Linked DNA regions of Mus musculus: region 1 is linked to region 2. The links are chromatin contacts, called in public HiChIP or PLAC-seq maps. All regions are on one chromosome and are shown on one strand. The core of a region is the stretch at or near the end of the contact, and the rest is flanking DNA. Distances in the headings are between cores, read along the strand shown. Region 1 has its middle 290 kb from the start of Gm41333. Region 2 has its middle 190 kb from the start of Gm24696.

The links. HiChIP or PLAC-seq counts read pairs in DNA pulled down with a chosen protein or histone mark.
Region 1: a BATF HiChIP or PLAC-seq map of CD8 T cells shows a contact between it and region 2, with 7 read pairs. The contact joins two enhancer-like sites. A contact is called at or near these places in 1 of 115 datasets of contacts at active chromatin or transcription factors (CD8 T cells) and 1 of 9 other capture datasets (embryonic stem cells).

What each region holds. Positions count from the first base shown.
Region 1 is chr15:62,373,363-62,377,041 of GRCm38.p6, forward strand. No RefSeq gene overlaps it. Among named protein-coding and RNA genes, the nearest start is that of Gm41333, 290 kb to the right of the region's middle. Within about 2 kb of position 1,404, at least 6 of the 459 cell types and tissues checked have an H3K27ac peak or open chromatin away from gene starts, as enhancers often do. A contact at or near this core is called in CD8 T cells, where this site is marked.
Region 2 is chr15:61,545,343-61,548,821 of GRCm38.p6, forward strand. No RefSeq gene overlaps it. Among named protein-coding and RNA genes, the nearest start is that of Gm24696, 190 kb to the left of the region's middle. Within about 2 kb of position 1,484, at least 20 of the 459 cell types and tissues checked have an H3K27ac peak or open chromatin away from gene starts, as enhancers often do. A contact at or near this core is called in CD8 T cells, where this site is marked.

The DNA of each region.
Region 1 (3,679 bases), core at 154-2,653, 830 kb after region 2:
CTTCGGGCACCAATAGATTTACACTAGAAGATACTATCAAGTAGTACTTATGTGGACACATTTTAAAACATTTCTGAGTTCAGATTTATTATCCCTAAAATATGGAAAATAATTCTCAACAAGAACTTGCAACACTGTTGCGAGTCTTAAATAAAATATGTCCAGAAGTAACTTGCAAACTACAGAGCATTATGCATATGTGAGACTTCAAATGTTGTTTAGCATGGCACTCAACGGTGAGATGATCATTTACAAACAACAGTGGATACATTGAATGTGGGCCCTACGGTGATAACCTGATGAGATTTCAGTGAAATGATGAGGTAAGAGACATAATGGAGATGGGTTCACATAGGGTCTTTTGAGTCATTGTATTAAGAAACATTGATGTTTGCAAAGAATAAATAAATGTAATATTGTTGAATGCAGGGTTAGCATAAGATATACTTTAAGATGATGTGTTAGGCTGCTAAGCCTAGGGCAGATTATAGTAGGGTGAAGAGAAGATGGGGAAATGAGTGGAGTTTTCCTGTCATATGGGTGACAGGAGGGGATAGTTAGGTTGGAATGGTGATGGTAGGGCTGATGAGAGAGAACACACAATGGACTTACCTGACAAATAGGATGTGGGCTATGATGGAAGGAGGGAACCATACTAGAATCGTAGTGTGGCCTTTGCACAGCAAAGCCAGATTGCTATCCTATGTGGTGTGGAGGCTGCGAGGGGTACAGGTTTGATAGGGAGGAGGAAGAGGACAGTTTTGGATATGTGAAGTTTGAGGGGTGGATTGGGTATCCAAGTAGATAACTAGTAGTGAGCTGGCTGTCATACTCTAGAGCTTGGGAGATAGGGCTGGACAAGAGACTGAAGTGTTACTGATATGAGACAAATGCATGCAAACAACTTCAGTCCAGGTGGCAAGGAGGTTTTCCCAAGCTTGCTTATTTATTTATTTATTTATTTATTTATTTATTTATTTATTTATTTATTTAACTATTTAACTATTTAACTATTTAACTATATATATATAAAGGAAGTGTGTGTGTTTATGCCCCAGCATGCTTATGAATAGATGTCAGAGGGCAATTTCTAAGACTCATTTTTCTGTTCCTATCATGAAGGGTCAGGGAACAAAGGCTCAGCCTTTACTCACAGAGTCATCTTGCCAACCCTATTTTATCTTACTTTCATGTAAGTCCAGGAACTAGAGGTTTCTAACTGCTTTCCCTCTCTTTCTCCCTTATTTGTCCTACAAAGGACTATCCATGTATATCATAGCTTCTTGGGCTTTTCTATTTCATTTTGTCACTTCTATTCTGTTTCTCAAGTAGTTACTGACACACTGTGTTGAGATTTTGGTCTAAGCTACAAAGAAAGCCATGGTGATGTCAGTTGTAGGAAACGAGAAACTGGTATACCGACCACTGAAAACCAGAGATGAGATTGTTGCACATCTGCCCAAAGACTTAAGTGTGACTCAGAAGTTCTGCTATCATCAAAGCTCCTGTCCTAAGTGTAAGCTAATATGGTCTGTGCCTTTGTGGGACCAAACATTTGTGGTTCTTAGAAAGCATACCGGGAGGACCAGGCAAGTTGCTTTTTTTTTCCTTTCAGAAAGTAAATATTTTAGTGGAGAAAAGTCACTGTTTATCTCTGAGAAGCCTTAAGGCTTATTCAGGAAAAATGAGAGTTGATAGAGAGTTGCTTAGAAAAAACAATGACTCCTATTTAGTTACTTTGCATCAGATTAAATGTTACATCATCTCTAAGTCATCATTGATTTCCAAAAGAATGAACAGCAAATCCATGGTGCTCAGGAGGTATAAACAAGATTTATTACCGAGATAGTGTACTTCACTTGCAAAAAGCTATCAGGAAATAAAAAGCCACCCAGGCCAGGAATGACCTTGAGAAGATTCTCTGGGGAGTTCTTTCTATGTGTGAACTTATTTGGTACAAATGAGAATGTAAGGTATTTCTGTGTAGATTCCTCTTCTCCTTTGACAAAAGAGCTAAGGGACTTCAGTATTTCTAGGCACTTGTCTACAGCATCATTTGGGAATCTCTTAGCGATGTTTTGGCTGTCTTACACTGGTATGACTGTAGCTGGTTCCTTTCGTCATCTTTTAGCACACAGGGCCAGATGCTCCTGGAGTCACACCATGAGTTTGAAGCCCTCAGGCATCTTTTAGTTGAGTTTTTATTTCAGGGATTGGACATCTGAGGCATTTGGGGGGGGGGGGGTTAAAGGGATTACCAGTCAAATGCACAAAAGCTATAGATCAAGAATCAAAAGCAATAATCTAGACTGTATGCCCAGTGCTCTTTTACTTCATCTCTGAATTACAGGTATGTTCAAAGCAGGGTAACAGACTTGATAGGGGCATTGGGGGAGGACATGATAACAGAGATCTCCAGCGTTGTTTTAGAACTTTCAGTTTTACTTCATACCCTGAGACCCCAAATTTTCACAGATGAGTGAGGTTACAGGGTGGAGTATGTGGAGGAAGCAGGTTTGGGAAAGGAACTTTTGAGCTCAAGTTTGCAAAACCCACAGTTGTACAACAGCTCAGTGCTAGCCAACACCCTAGGGTGTGCAAAAAGCTAAGAGAGTGTACAGCCACCTGGGTCTTAATTCTGCTTTCACAACGTATCTGCAGGGCCCCACCAACGCTCACCACTGCACTTCATAATGCCTTGGACATTTTGACTTTCTGAATAGTCAGGGCTGGTCTTCCATTTGAGTCTACCAAGCGAGAGGATTCCCTGAGACACTTTGCAAGCCTCCCTGCTGTGAAAGAAGAGGACTATGTTTGGAAGGCTTCAGACTACACTCAACAGTGAGTGATGGGCAGAGGTGGCTGTGTGCTTTGTCCCATTATGTAAAGAAGACACAACCTTTCAGTTATCTTCCACAGTTTCACAGCTGTGACTTACTGAAGACCAAATCTGGCCATGCTACTCTATGCCTAACATCTTCAGGATCAAGACCCAGCTCTAGAGTAATTTTGTCCACAGTCATGCCTTTCCCCCACTTCTCTCTCCGCACTGCCACAACTGTCAACTTGATACAAGCTAAAATTATCAGTAAAGAAGAAACCTCAATTGAGAAAACTCTCCCTACCAGATTGGCCTGTGGAGCAATTTCTTGGTTGAAGACTGATGTTGGAGGACCCATCCCACAATGATTCTGCCGTCCATGGGCCAGTGGTCCTGATTCTTGTTACAAAGCCAACTGAGCAAGCTACAAGAAGCAAGTCTTAGAAAGGATTCTGCTTCAGTTCCTGCTTTCACGAACCTTCCATGCTTGTTTTCCTGCCCAGACTTCCCTCAGTGATGGATCTTTATCTAGAAGTCTAGTCTGAAATAAGCTTTTGCTCAGTGTTATATTACAGCAGTGGAAACTCTAAGATTCCACATATGTATTGGTCAGGATCTGGCAGAATCTCTTAGGAGACAGTTGTATCAGGCTCCTGACAGCAAGCATCGGACTGAGCATGGGGACCCCATGGAGGAGTTAGATGAAAGGCTGAAGGAGCTGAAGGGACCTTATCTGGCATCAATGGGAGGAGAGGCCCTTGGTCCTGAGAAGGCCCCTTGGTCCTGTGAAGGCCTGATGCTCCAGTGTAGAGGAATGGTAGAGCAGTTAGGCAGAAATGGGTGGGTGGGAGAGCATAC
Region 2 (3,479 bases), core at 234-2,733:
TGAAAAAAAAAAAAAAAAGAGTTGTGGGAAATCCCACCCACAGTTTTAAAAAATACATTCACTGTGGGGCTGGAGAGATGGCTCAGATATTTAGAGCAGTGCTGTTCTTTTGGAGGTACTGAATTCAACACAGCAACCACATGGTGGCTCATAACCATCTATAATGAGATCTAGTGTTTCTTATAGCCTGCAGGCACACATGCAGGGACAATGCTGTATATATAATAGATAAATAAATAAATGAATCTTAAAACAAAACAAAAACCAAATGAAGGGACACATGAGTTTTAAAAATATATATTCATTGGCTATATCTACCTTGTTTGGGGGTTATTTTTCTGCATCCAAAAAAGGAAAAGTTAGAAATTCAAATATAAGGTGGTTTATTATTTGTTTTATTTATATTATCAAGCCTTCAGAATAAATAGCAATCCTTATTTGAGTTGGTCATAAAGTGTCTAGAGTAGACATATTCCAGATTCGAGAAACAATGAGGTTTGGTTTTCTGGAATAGCTGGCTGGTCACTAAAGTGGCCCTTGGTCATTAATAACACAACAGCAGGAAAGAAAGAAGCACAATCCGAGAGACAAGACTCAGCACTAAAGAGGATGGAGAAGAAGATGGGCTGCACCTGAGCTTGGGGAAGCTGGGTTTTTTCTTTACTTTTCTTTTAAATAATCCTTTTCTACATATAGCCTACTCAACAAAAAACATCATTGGTTATGGTAATTCGATGTTTTCCTAAGTAGGAACAATTATAAGGAGGTAGGTTGACCTCTGGTAGAATTTCCAACAGCAGTCACTTCATGATTGATTAGAAATACCTGCAAATACACGTGTCTTGAGAGTTGATGAGGAGAGCATATTGTGCTGTTTGCTCAATGGGGCTATTTGTCCTTGTACAATAGTTTATAGGAGAATGGCACTTGGGAAACAAAATCCCAAGGAATTTGGAATGTTATCTGTGAGTGGATTTCACGTCGGTAGCTCTGATGGGATTGAGGTGGGATGGAGGTAGGTAGACATAATGTGATTCTCAAGAGGAGAGTACATACAACAGATAGCACTGGGTCTCTGAACTGACTTTTAGTAGGAAGAAAGTAAGAGAGGCCCATTGGACTTGCAAACTTTATATGCCCCAGTACAGGGGAATACCAGGGCCAAAAAGGGGGAGTGGGTGGGCAGGGGAGTGGGGGTGGGTGGATATGGGGGACTTTTGGTATAGCATTGGAAATGTAAATGAGTTAAATACCTAATAAAAAATGGAAAAAAAATAAAATAAAAAAAAAAAAAAAGAGTAGGAGTGATAGTGACTTTGAACGTTACCTTCTTGGGAAAGGTGCTTCTGTGAGCAGGGTTCACGTGCTATGGTGGTGAATCATAATGATACCCTTGCTATGACATTGAAGGACAGGGTGATCTGTACCTTCCTTGAGGTTTCAGTGAATTTGCTTGTGACATTAAGAGGGTAAAACAAGAGTAGAGGGAAATCCCCTTTCCTTTGTCACACTGTCAAGGAAGAAACCACTTTGGAGGTCATGATCTATGACAAACACACTCATGCAAATCGTTTGCTTGCTCCCATGCTCCATTTCTTCAGCAACTATGAAGCTAGGTAAAACAGAACAGAAAATAGTGCCTTGGGGAAGAAATAAAACTGCTATCTTTATTGAAATAAAAAAAATTCAGTCTTAAGATATAATAATGAAATGGACTTCCTTGAGTGAATGTGGGGTTATTTTGATACTGACATATCCAAACTACAGGCAATTAAAGAATGCTGAGAGTAGGGGAAACAGTTTTCCCTGGGAAGAGCACAATAACTGGTTATCCAATACCAAATGGTCAGCCCTGAAAATACACATACATGTAACATTGTACAGATTGGTCATGTTCTATCCATATGTTTGTGTGTTCATGTATTATGTATTCATGTATATATAGTCTCTCTATTTATATATGTATTCATATATTATACATTATATGTATATACTAACAAAGGAAAAAGAAGATGCCTAAGAATAATCATTATGTAACAGTGTTCTAAAACTAGAGGGAATAATATGGTGAAATATAGGTGGTGGCCAGAGACCAGATTTGAGATATTCTCTCTCTCTCTCTCTCTCTCTCTCTCTCTCTCTCTCTCTCTCTCTCTCTCTCTCTCTCATTTGTTCATGGTCCTTAGGCTAAAATGTATTTTCACTGACTATTAAAGACTGCTTGATGGACTTGATCTTGCATATTGACCCACAAAATTTCACGTATTTACTATTTAGACAGTCAAGAAGACGTTTTCACATCTGTGCTACAGTGTGTAAAAATGGAGAGTATCTTGGGCCAAAGAAAACTGGGCTGAAATTGTACTGGGATGTTTCGTTTGTTGATAGAGTTTGCAAATCTCAATAAAGTCTGCCTTCACCGTGTGCCACTCTCCTGTTTTCTCTCCTTCCTTACTCTCTTATTTCCAGTGCTCTTCTTTGCCAGTTAACTCACATCCTTCTTATGACTTAACTCCAGATCTCAGACTTTGAACCCTGTCTCTCTTCCATCTCATACTCTATCCATGCCTACAGTTAGTTTTTGCTCTGTATTATCTAACACCTGAGTGTTGGTGACTTCCGAATTTACATCTCTAGTTCAGACATTCTCCCTAGTGTTTTCTTTGCAATCACCACTTGATATTGAACAGACATATCCTAGTTGACATGTTTAAAATAATTCCTTTGGTCTCCATCCTCAAACCGGTTTTCCCAGGAGAGTCCCACATGATGGTAAATGATAACTCTATCCTCTCTGTTACCATGGTTTCTTTACCAGAAAGAAGTTATAGCCCATGTCTCTCAGTTTGTATAGAGGAAAAAAAATGAGATACTACATGCGTCACTTAGTCTGCCACATCTTGCATTGAATAAAACAACATAGAGTGAATTAAGTGAAACTTCGATTTTTATAATAATGGTTTACAGATCCATTTTTTTTCTCCTCTTTCAGACTCACATGATCTCATTCAGGGTGAATTAACAACGTTTTTTGAGTGTTATCTTCAACTTAGTAAAACGGATGCTATTATAGGTAGGGATGAGGGAGATCCACGGCCAAGTTGCAGGCATCACACAACTAAGCTAATCCTCCTGCTGGCATTAACAGCTGTAGCCAACTGAAAAATCAGGTTGCTTTTAGCCCCTCCTCCAGCATGCCACTTCTGCTCTGCTCACTTGAAAAACAGATCTAAGAAGGTTTAACAAGATACCCAGGAGGACAGCTGGAGTATAGAAAACAAAGCATATATCAACTGAACGGACTTAGTAGAATTTTCCAGATTTCCATTGCATGTCTCTCTGAACCTTACACTAAAGCTTTTGAGTTTCACTTTCGATAGATGGGACCAAGCATTTGTTTAAAAACATAAAAAAGATAGTTTTAAGTTATTATATTAGACATCCCACTGCAGATTTGTAAGGACCAACTTTGCATTATT